Regions from separate parts of the Capsicum annuum genome. Here region 2 is linked to region 1. A link is a contact called in public Hi-C data. All regions are on one chromosome and are shown on one strand. The core of a region is the stretch at or near the end of the contact, and the rest is flanking DNA. Distances in the headings are between cores, read along the strand shown. Region 1 holds the start of LOC107878207 (probable lipid-A-disaccharide synthase, mitochondrial). Region 2 overlaps LOC107878208.

Evidence for each region. A called contact is a pair of places that touch in the nucleus more often than the background predicts.
Region 2: a contact with region 1 is called in a Hi-C map of leaf, with 2.5 times the contacts expected there. The contact joins the enhancer-like site here to the promoter of LOC107878207 in region 1. A contact is called at or near these places in 2 of 5 Hi-C or Micro-C datasets (bud and leaf).

Annotation. Positions count from the first base shown.
Region 1 is chr7:185,651,438-185,656,905 of UCD10Xv1.1, reverse strand. LOC107878207 (probable lipid-A-disaccharide synthase, mitochondrial) reads right to left here and starts at 2,248. Exons shown (of 9, transcript XM_016725127.2): 1 at 2,106-2,248; 2 at 1,724-1,971. The coding sequence starts at 1,959.
Region 2 is chr7:185,697,336-185,702,803 of UCD10Xv1.1, reverse strand. LOC107878208 reads right to left here. Exons shown (of 3, transcript XM_016725128.2): 3 at 3,752-4,149. The coding sequence ends at 3,951. It overlaps LOC107878209 (CCR4-NOT transcription complex subunit 9), which reads left to right. Exons shown (of 9, transcript XM_016725130.2): 5 at 94-200; 6 at 1,081-1,185; 7 at 1,928-2,127; 8 at 2,242-2,311; 9 at 2,717-3,658. The coding sequence ends at 2,833. Among protein-coding and RNA genes, the nearest start is that of LOC107878208, 8.0 kb to the right of the region's middle. Within about 2 kb of position 3,448, at least 2 of the 5 cell types and tissues checked have an H3K27ac peak or open chromatin away from gene starts, as enhancers often do. A contact at or near this core is called in leaf, where this site is marked.

The DNA of each region.
Region 1 (5,468 bases), core at 999-3,498:
TCTGAGTATGTGTTTTTGATGGGCTAGCACTCTCCATTCAATCATACAGGTCTAACCACCGCTCTGTAGAACTTATCCTTGAGCCTCGAGGAACATCCTTATCACACAAAACCCTGAAAGCGAGCCTCTATTTCACCCACACTGCTCCAATACGATTGACAACATCCCTGTTAATCTCCCTTTTACCTTGTATGATGGACCAAGAGTAACTTTTGGCACTTTTTCCTCTAGATTTTTCTACCAACCTTTGCCACTCCTGCTCCCAAACTAGTATCCTCTTCCTCCACTTCATCCAAATCATAATTTGTTACCAGACTTCTTTAACATATACAAATTCAAAAGACAGATGTTTAGCAGAGATTCGTCGCAGGTGCTACACAACACACACTTAGTGTTCATTCAGACCCCATCCATGTAATTTCTCCTTAGTTCTTAACCCTCCCTGTAATGCATTCCAAAGTACAAACGTTTGTTTAGGGCAGTCTGCATTATGACTGCATGTTATCCACCTCACCTCTCACGCACCTGTAAATACAAGAGATTAAGAATTTACCATTGTGAATAATCTTCTTGTCTGTGTTCATAACTAACAAGTGCTTCCTCCTCATATTCAGAATTTTCTCTGTCATCCAAAATGTTTGTTTAGGTGCCTCCATAAGTGTTTGTTTAAGTGCCTTCATAAGTGCCAAATCTTGCTTCTTTATTATGTGTGCATCCAGCTAATCCAAAGCTTGTCTTTCTTCTGATTGTGTGCCCAAGGTAGTTTACAGTTCATGGCCTAACAGATGAAGATAAATTGTCTTGTAGTCTGATTCACCCCTCCAATATACACTTGGCTTTTGAACAAGTTAGCTTTCACTTAGTAACTCTAACAAGCTACTAATTATCAATAAGGATACCCAGAAAGTGTGAAAACATCTCTAGGCATAGTTATCAATTATGTGCAGCTACAAATTTTTGAACTTTCGTTCACACAACAACAACAAACCCAGTATATTCCCACATAGTGGGGTCTGTGGACTTTCGTTCACACACCCTAACAAAAATCTTACACTTTGTTTTGTATGGTTGTTACGTATTGTTTCATAATGTATCATATTGCACTGTATTGTGTGGTATTGTAAAAAATAAAAAAAAATAAAAAAGCAAGCAATCCAGTGCACTAAAGCTCCCGCTATGCCCAGAGTCCGAGGAAGGTTGTATTGTGGTGCTCTGTATTGTTTTAATTAATACATGCTTGAGATTATATCATTTTTTGTTATTACATAATCTCATACATCAACCATTTTGAAGGATAAACCAACAGGAAAAGTAGAATATGGGGTGGGGCTACTATTCAAAAGTAGGATAACAGGTAAAATAGGATATCAAATATATTAAATAATAAGTAAAGATAAAATGAGGAAAAAATAAGGTAACGATACGACCATACCATATTGGTTGTTTCATTGAATGGGACTTTTTGCCGTTACGTTAATGATGGATTTTAACTATGAGATATAATAAAATTTAAGTAATAATCAAAACAAACATTGTGTTTAAACTAACGACACAATACAATACAATAGGTATCAATCATTCAAACACACTGTTAGGGGGTGTACCTCAAATTTCCTATTCAAATTAAAAGTTATATAATGTTGCAAAAAAGAACTATTCCTGGCAGACCAAAAAAAGGCACAAATATGATGAACAAATAACTAAAAAGAAAGAGAAACATTACCCTCCAACACCAGCAAAATGTACAGGGAAAGGAGAAAGCTTTATCAAAGAAGTCATTACACGTGAACCAATTATATCACCAGAAACCTCCCCAGCAACAATGAAGACCCTAAGTTCACCATCTTTTGAAGCAAAATCAACTGTAGATTTACTTGAAACTGAGAATGTTCTTCTTATCTGTCTCATCAACTTCATGTTTATCTCACTATTCACATTCCAAATTCTTCTAAAAATCATATCTTTGCTGACCTATTATCAAAATAATATATGTATGAAAAATCTTAGTAAAACCCTTTAACTTGGGGAAGTAATAAAGTAAATTAAAATGGGAATTTCATTAAACAACTTGTATGTGGAAAATGGCACACAGTGAACAGACTCACCAGCACTTCCTCCCTCCGTCCTTGAATTGATTGCTTTGGAATTAAATTATACTCCCTCAACTTTATACTAGGGGCGGTTTGTTTGGGAACTGGTTATTTCGAATAATTAATTTCGAAATTAGTTATTCAGAGTTAATTATCTGATTATAGGGGTGATTTATTTGGGAATAGGTTATTCTGAATAATTAATTTCAAAATTGTTTATTCAGAGTTAATTATCTGATTATGCATTTGTGATAACTTTATTTCATCAATATAATATAAGTAGTGGAATAAATAACTTTGAGACTAATTAATATTATATTTTATTTTTAATTATTATGCCTTATACCTCATCAAACGAACCCTTAATAGTTGAGGCCCACAATAAAAGAGTTAGTTTTATTTTTGAGAAAAGGATCAAATTTGTTTCTCTACTTTAAAAAATTAATTAAATATACCACTTATCATATTTTAAGATCAAATTCACTTTCGTTGTTATAACCTGAGGTCAATTTTATCCTCGTTGTTAAGAAATTTTCATTTGTACTCTTCATTTAACAGAAAAATCAAAATCAACATAAATATTTTGTTTCTAAAAATAAAGTACACCCTAATTTAACTCATCCCAACCGACTTGACTCACAAAAAAATACAACAAATATACCCTTCCTTAGTTAGGTTGGTCGAGTTTACTCTACAATAGGTTGTTTAAAAATGAACAAAAAGTAAAATAGAATGCGATGGCACACGAGCATGGAGCTAGAAAAAAATGTCTAGTACAAGTTATGCTACTGTTGCAATTATGTTCAAATTTCAAATTTTGATATGCAATTCTATATGCATCTAGATTCTAGAATTAGTGGATAAACTTGTTGAGCAAATGACATAATGAAAATTTTGTGTAGATCCAAATTATATATAGAAACATAAGAATGAAGAGATGTAAGGATTGACACATAAGGAGACCTCTTGACTCAATCATCCATAGAAATATCTAGCTGGCCTAATATGTTGCATTTGACTGCTAGGTGTCATTTTTCATGAGTTTTACACTGATATAAATCTAACACACTTCTTGGATAGATTATTAGTAATCTTGTGTTAAAGGTGTTAAAGAACTTCAAAGGTGTTCTTGTTTATACATGAACTTGTGTTGAAGTTGGTGTTGTTTGTATACAAATTCTTGTACCCGAAACACCATACAAAATACAATCTTAAGGAATAATCTATAGAATCTGTATTGCTTGTTTTTGGAGATTAAAACTTTAAGATTTTTACTCCGTTTGAACTTAACTAGCGGTTTGAAGACATAAAATCTTCATCACAAGTTAAAGGTCACTCGATTGACGATTGAAAGTAATCAAAACTTCATCGTTAACTACAAACAAGAAGAGTTTAAAGTTATTTAACTTAAAAGTAGTATTCTGAAAATACTAAATTTACTGTCTTGTGGTGACAAGAAAAATGACTAACGAAAGTCAAATGCAAGATGCGGCAATGTCTATGGGGGCAACAAGTATTGCCTCAACAAGTCGCACGAATGCTCCTCCAACAATGGCACCGACGGAGAAACCCAAAAAATTTACGGGCATTAACTTCAAGCGATGATAACAAAAGATGTTCTTTTACCTCACCACTCTATGCCTTCAAAGGTTCACCAGTGAGGATGCTCCTGAGGTGCCTGAGAAAACCTCGGACAAAGAGCGTCTCATGATTGTAGAGGCTTGTAAACACTCAGATTTTCTTTGCAGGAATTATATCTTGAGTGACCTTTACAATGTTTATAGTGAAACTAAGACATTGAAGGAATTTTGTGGGGGGGGGGGGGGGGCACTAGAACGAAAATATAAGACAGGGGATGCAGGAATTAAGAAATTCTTTGTTGTAAGCTTTCTGGACTTTAAAATGATAGATAACAAATCGGTTGTCTCTCAAGTTCAGGAATTGCAAGTAATCATCCATGATCTCCTAGAAGAAGGTATATCTTTGAAAAATACCTTAGTTGAACAAATTGAAAATGTTCTTTGTACTCACATAAACTGTTGTAACGACCTGAAATCACCTCTCGGGATGTCACACGGTGCTTAAGTCTACAAGTAGACCCCAGCTAACCCTTTGAGCCTGTTTCTACTAATAACACTCATTTCAAGATGAAATAATTCAAACACTAGCATAGTCATATCATATGAATGAAAATACGAAGAAGATGCTCGATCCAAACGACCACAATACTGGAAACCTCAACACAACCACAATATGATAACTAGTCTGAAAAAGCCTCTACTAATCCATGAACTAGAGAGCCGTTGGGAAAGGTCCCCAACTAACTCGAAATGAACTGAAAGTAATAATATAGTCTCTCAAATACAGAAATGTCTGAAGATAGGTCCTCGAACCATGACGACTCACCACTATGGAAATGTAGACAGAGATACTCGAAAGTCACTAACGAGGCTGAGACTGAGCACCTGAACCTGTATTATAAGACAATGTAGCACATAGACGTATATGTGGATCAACACTTGGGAATGTACTGAGTATGTGGGGGTGCATGCATTTATATAATACAACATCAACACTTTTTAATAAAATCATGCATGCAATAAGTAATGACTCATATGGCTCGAATATGTATAAAATGTAAAGCTCATGAATCATGTAGATTGGAGAATGTAACACAAATCTCGTGAGTCATTATACTTTTAGCTTTGAAATTTGTACTTTTCTCTTATTCTCATTACTCAAGGCTAAAGGAAACTTTAGGCAATACTTTTAACTCATGCATATGTCTCATGGAGAGTAAAACTTCTTTAATGCTGAATAACTCATAACTCTTTTGAACTCAAATACTTGGAATTCAAAATCATATAACTTTGGAACATACTTGAAGGCATTTCATTCACGTTAGGAAAATATCTCATTTCAAGCTTTAGGGAAAAATACTCATATCAAGGGAAAGTATTTTAGTTTTAAAGGAAAATATCTTATCTCAATGGAAAATACTTTAGTTTAGGGAGTTTCTCTTAACCGATATAAACCATGTGAGCTACATGGAGTCCAACGTTTTGTACTCCTAAGGAAAAGACCTCACGGGGAGAGGCATCATACTCTTTCCAATGAGTATAACCTAGGTCTAGTGATCACTAAAAAACTCGACTTTGGGCCTAATATCAACTCGTCCTTAGGCCCAATAATAATCATAAACTCAGCCTCAGGCTCAACCTATGGTGGTTCGTAGTTTTGGGGTAAGAAACCGTAGTAACTTAGCCGCTAGGTGCTAAATACTACTCCTTTTATATTATCTGCACTCATCTCGTAAAAATTTACTTTTAGAAATAATCTCATGGTTCACCATGAACCCAATAATCACATCGATAATCT
Region 2 (5,468 bases), core at 2,199-4,698, 45 kb before region 1:
TGATGGAATTCTTGAACAAATGCAGGCTGAGTAAGATATATTTGTAGCGTTGTGTGAGAAACAGTTAACTCTTCTAGTAACTTCCCTTTGCAGCTAAAATACCATGTTATTTCTACCCATTACTCAAACCTAGTGGAGATGACAAACCTTTGGAGTATTTGAGGCTCACCACCTTGGGTGTTCTTGGTTCCCTAACGGAGGTATCCTTCCTTTTGATCAAATAAAACACGCTCTCTCTATTGTTGTCGCTACAATCATTTCATGCATTTACTAAACACACGTTCAGTAATTAGACTTTGTTGTTTACATATGCTAGAGAATCTCATACATAATATTTTTTACTTTCAAATGTTACTAATTCTTGTTTTTTATTTTCTTCCTTGTGACATTAGAACCATTATGTTTAGTTCCATGAAGAGTGAGGAAAGAAAATACATTGGCTTTTTTTGGTGGAATAACCAAAATTACCTCTGATTGTTTGATTAGTGGATTGAATTAAGGAAATATACTCTTTGTCCATCCAAGTCAAGAGAGGTGGAAAAGTGTAAGTTGAGGTATACACCACCAAGTATATAACCAAATCCCTCCACTTGAAATTGAAAAACAAAACAGTAAGTACAAAAATGAGTAAATAACCCCTAGTAGGGACTGGTAAAATTCAATTCAATGTTTTGTTCGTTCGGGTTTGATTGTGTCAGAGGTCCATAATTCAAATTAGGTTTATCGTGTGACAAACAGCATGCTGATATTGATCCTAAAACAAAAAAGATGTTAGGTACAGCTAGGCTGTGAACAGACAACCATCATACTATAAAAATTGAATAGGTTCGCTCTATAGTACCCTGACTAGACAAAGTGTCCATAATAATTATGGCTGATGGTAAACTGGTAATCAATTCCATAAATCAGTATCTGCTTTTTCTTCTTGAAATACCTATCTGCATTTCTTGAATTGTTTATCATAGCGAAATATGTGGCATGTTTGTATTGGTAATTTGACCACTGATCATACATTTGTAGCATTATTCTAATTTTTGGAAGTTCAACTTCATGATTCCAATATTTTGCTTTCTGGTGCAGTTTGATGATCCAAATGGACCACTGGTCCTTCATTTTTTCTTGGAAACGGAAATGGTTCCTTTGTGCCTAGCGTGCATGGATCACTGTGATGAACTGTCACAGAAGGTTAGCCTGCTACGTACTGATTTTAGGCGTTGAAGTTCTGAGTTTCTTGAGAGTGGTTCCTGATAACCTGAGAATGAAGTCTTTTAGTTCTATTGTTTCCGCAAAAGAATTTTTTTCGTATTCCCTTTATATACATGTATTTCGAATGAGAATTTGGAATATGGGAATAAAGTTCAAAATTCATGGGACTGGGTGACCATATGATTAAAAGGAAATTAGGATCTTGAAAAAAGATTTAGTTCTTCCAGACAATTGTATGTTTAGTTGCTGATAACCTACATCTTAAATGTACTATTTAGTTTGCAAAGGACTTACGCATCCGGTGGCGGAGCCAGAATTTTCATAAAAGGGATTCTCCCTTCAAAATATAAAGAATTAAACACAGAAGAAGTCACGGAGATTCAATATCTACTGTATAATACATAAAAAATATTTTTAGTTTTATATATACAATGTTATTATCCCACGAAGTGTGCTTTGATGAATCCCTTCCGCTCCTCTTGCTATGCCCCTGCATGCATCTACACCATACGGTATACCTAATGATAAAACATCCTTGAGAGGAATGCTAGCAAACTTTACAGGAGAAACGGGGCACTTGGTCATTAGGAAGGAAAATGGAAGTGCTTGTGATATGTTTGTCACTCTGATTTTCCGTTCTGTTTTATGAATAGTGTTCGAATGACTTTGTTGGTTTGCTGTTTCTTGGATCATATATGAAAGGAATATTGTACCTCCACAGGTTGCAACTCTCATACTTATGAAAATTCTGATGCAAGAGAAGGGAATGACGTATTGTTGTGATGGGGCTGATCGCTTCTTCTCGATAGTACAGGTCTTGAACCGAGTGGTAGAGAAACTTTCTAAAAAACCTTGTTGGCTGCAACTAAAATATGTAATACAATGTTATATAAGTTTTTCAGAAGTATTATGGCTCCACGGGTAAACATTCTCATCCATGCTGCTGCTCGAGTTTCATAATTTGTGATTTCTCTGTAACTATGAGTTAGTTATATCTCACTTGGATTTATCGTTTGATCCACCATCATAATGCAGGCCATGTGATGTATTAAAAAAACAAGTTCCTCCTCAGTTATTTGACAAGACCTTTAAGGACATTCTTCGTGTGAGTTCATCTGCTCCTTTTTTTCTTTTACATACTACTAATGAACATATGCAACTGGCCATGACTTAACAGTTACAAAAACTAGTCCTTTGACTTTACTCTTACAAAAAAAGGAAAATGTGACTTTAGTGTTACAAAGAGTAAGTTTAGTGACCATCGATAACTTAACCCCCATCGTTAGCCTTGTCTCGTTCTTCAGTTTCCTGCAACTACTCCGGACAAACCTCTTTAAGCAATCGTTCATTAGAACTCAAGGTTGAAAACTTTCAGTAGTACTTGTTTCATCTTTGATAGTATTTCTACTAGTATCAGAATATCTTAAAGCGATATCGTCTACATAGATATTTTCAACTACTGTTAAAGCTTCATGTGTATAATTGTAAAATTTTGCATATGCTTTTGCAGGATGATCACGAAACTACATGGGCGTTGCAGGTGCTACATTTCAATATTTATGGACGTCTAAATGTTTCGCAGATTAAAGAGAGTAACATCATTGCAAATAAGGATACCGTATGGTGAACTAATTCTGTAATAATAGGAAAAGGCAACGTATGATGACCTCAGTAGAGGAAAAAATGTTTCTTAACTTTTCAACTGTTAGAAGCTGAAAACTTATTGAGCCTCGTTAAAACCTAAGTTGCTAAGACTCTTCACTTCTGATGCCTCACCCTTGTCGGATTCTCCAAAAGATCCACTATTTTTGAATAATCCGACACGCACCCAATGAGACTATTGAAGAGTCGAAGCAACATAGGTTAAAACCGATACATCTGCTTTGTTATGCACTGAATTGTAGCTTTGTTCAGCTGAATTAAGTTATATGTGGTGTTGTTTTCTTTACAATACCATTTGATCTTTGAGAGAATTGGCTTTTTGTTTTTTTTCTTTTTTAAGCATTTGTTTTTGGCAAATAAATGGGTTTTGGTTTTGTTTCTTCTTTTTTCTTTTTCCGGAGGACAAATGTGCATATTATTTAGAACCAGCCTGGCCATATAAGCTTCTTTTCTCGTAATAATTTTCAAAATGAATGTTCGGCCATGAAATTACAAATTTGAAGTGCATTTCAAATTTGAAGAGTAACTTATAACATGTTTTCCGACTCATTTTTCACTTTTGAAGTTGTACTTAAGTACGTACAAGTCCTGATTGTTTATTCCATTTTTTGTCTGTTTTAAGTATGAAATGGGAGTCAAGGATATTCATTGCTAAAATAGTCACTGAATAGAGATAACTGTGCCACAATTAAGCTTTTCTGTCCAATCAGTACATATACACAATACAATGTCTCGCTCTCAGAGGATGCATTTTGACTTGCTCGGAGAGCCTTGGGGCCTGTAGATCCATAATGCATCTCCTATTATAAAGTGGGGTTAATTGACAATACCATACAAAAGCATACTCCAGGGATGTGTGGAAGTTAAGAGTTGCCACTCCAAAGAAAAAGAAAAAGCAAGCTCTTCTATTTCTCTCTTCAGTTACAACAAAATATCATGCTAACAAACGTGTCACTCATTTGCACCCATTCAAGAAATTTAAGATAACAAGCTACAAAAACGATCGTATTCTCTTACAATAAAATACATGAGATTACATGAATCATGAATCTTGAAGTCAAACCACATGAGCAAACTGAGTATCAATCCTTGGGAAGAGAAGTGTTCGATTTCGAGGGAATGGATAGATTGCTCTCGAGCATAAAAGAAAGATCATGCATCTGCGACATTATACCTTCTATATCCATATCACTCTTTGATGGATTCAATTCATCACGAATGTCTGCATTCTCTGAAGCATGCACAGCATTGTCACCAGCCTTGCTTGGGGTATCAACTCCACTAAAAGATGTCAAATGAAATGTTAGAAATTGTTGATTTAACTTGAGTGCAGGCGTTAACCGTTAAACAATAGTAACAAAGAAAACATGAATTCAATCTTTATTTAACAAGGTAACCTCTCCAAGTACTGCCTCCTAAAGTATTTCTCATTTTCTCGGTCTTCATTATTTACAGTCGCAATGGGACCTCTTCCCACTTTAGATGTTAAGTCTAGATATCTTTAAATAGACATAAGCTTCGACAGTCACCATTCACTAGTGAACATTGCTAGTCATTACTAGTCTTCTTAAATGGTTTTATAGACAGTAGTCAGAAGCTATCTTTCCTTTTTCAAGAAGGAAAAGTAATAGAAGGTATCTTTCTTCCCTTTTTTCAGCAAAAGAGGTCAGATGTATCATTATTTTGCCAACTTGTTAAAACCCACTTTTCCATCTAGTTTCTGAATCTCTTTCTTCTAGTGCTTCATCTCAGGTAGTCTACTGCCCAGAGTCCCGAAGTTAGACTCATCTGAAGAAAAATCGACAATATCAAATTTCACCTTGATACTCTAGCCACATCACAATGTAGACAATCTTAGCCAGCAAACTAATAAAAACCAACTGGACACAGATCAAATCTATTCTAATAGACCATTTTTTTTCTTTTGAAAAGCTAGATATGTCGATGCCAAACTCTTTTTTTCTTCTTTTTATTTTTTGCGTGCGTGTGTGTGTGTGTGTGTGTGGGTTTGGGGGGGGTTGCATTTTATTTCCAAACTAGGTTGGGTTTGAACCATTATTGTTGTTATTGTTTAGAGTTTACCTCTCAGGGACAAGGAACACGTAATTCTCATCCTGGAAAGACGGGAATAGTGTTCCAAACAAGCCCAGGTGATCTTACTTCTCCAGACGCTTCCCTCTCAATCTCTATGCCATTACAAATTGTAGAACCCTTTTAACGAACATGGCTGTATCTTTTTTCCATTTCTTTGAAATTCTTGTTTTCACTTGAGCAAGGCACTAGGTGGTCAAAGGGGAGAAGTGTCCAGTGAGAATTGGACCAAGATCCTCATGGATGAAAGAAAGCTATCAATAAATACTCTGTTCCTACTTCTTCAGTTTCAAATTTTCACTGAATAAGCTATAAATTCGAATGCTAAGCGTGTTTAACGATTATGAATCTTCCTCTGTAACTTTCTTTTTGATGAATTCATGCACACTACATTCCATATTTGAATTCTGAAATTCTTACAGTATTTGTGACTTAGTTTATTTTACTTTCAGGCCCATGGTTGAAACCTGTGGTCTTTAGGATTCTCTTCTTTTCTATTGCTTTTTCTT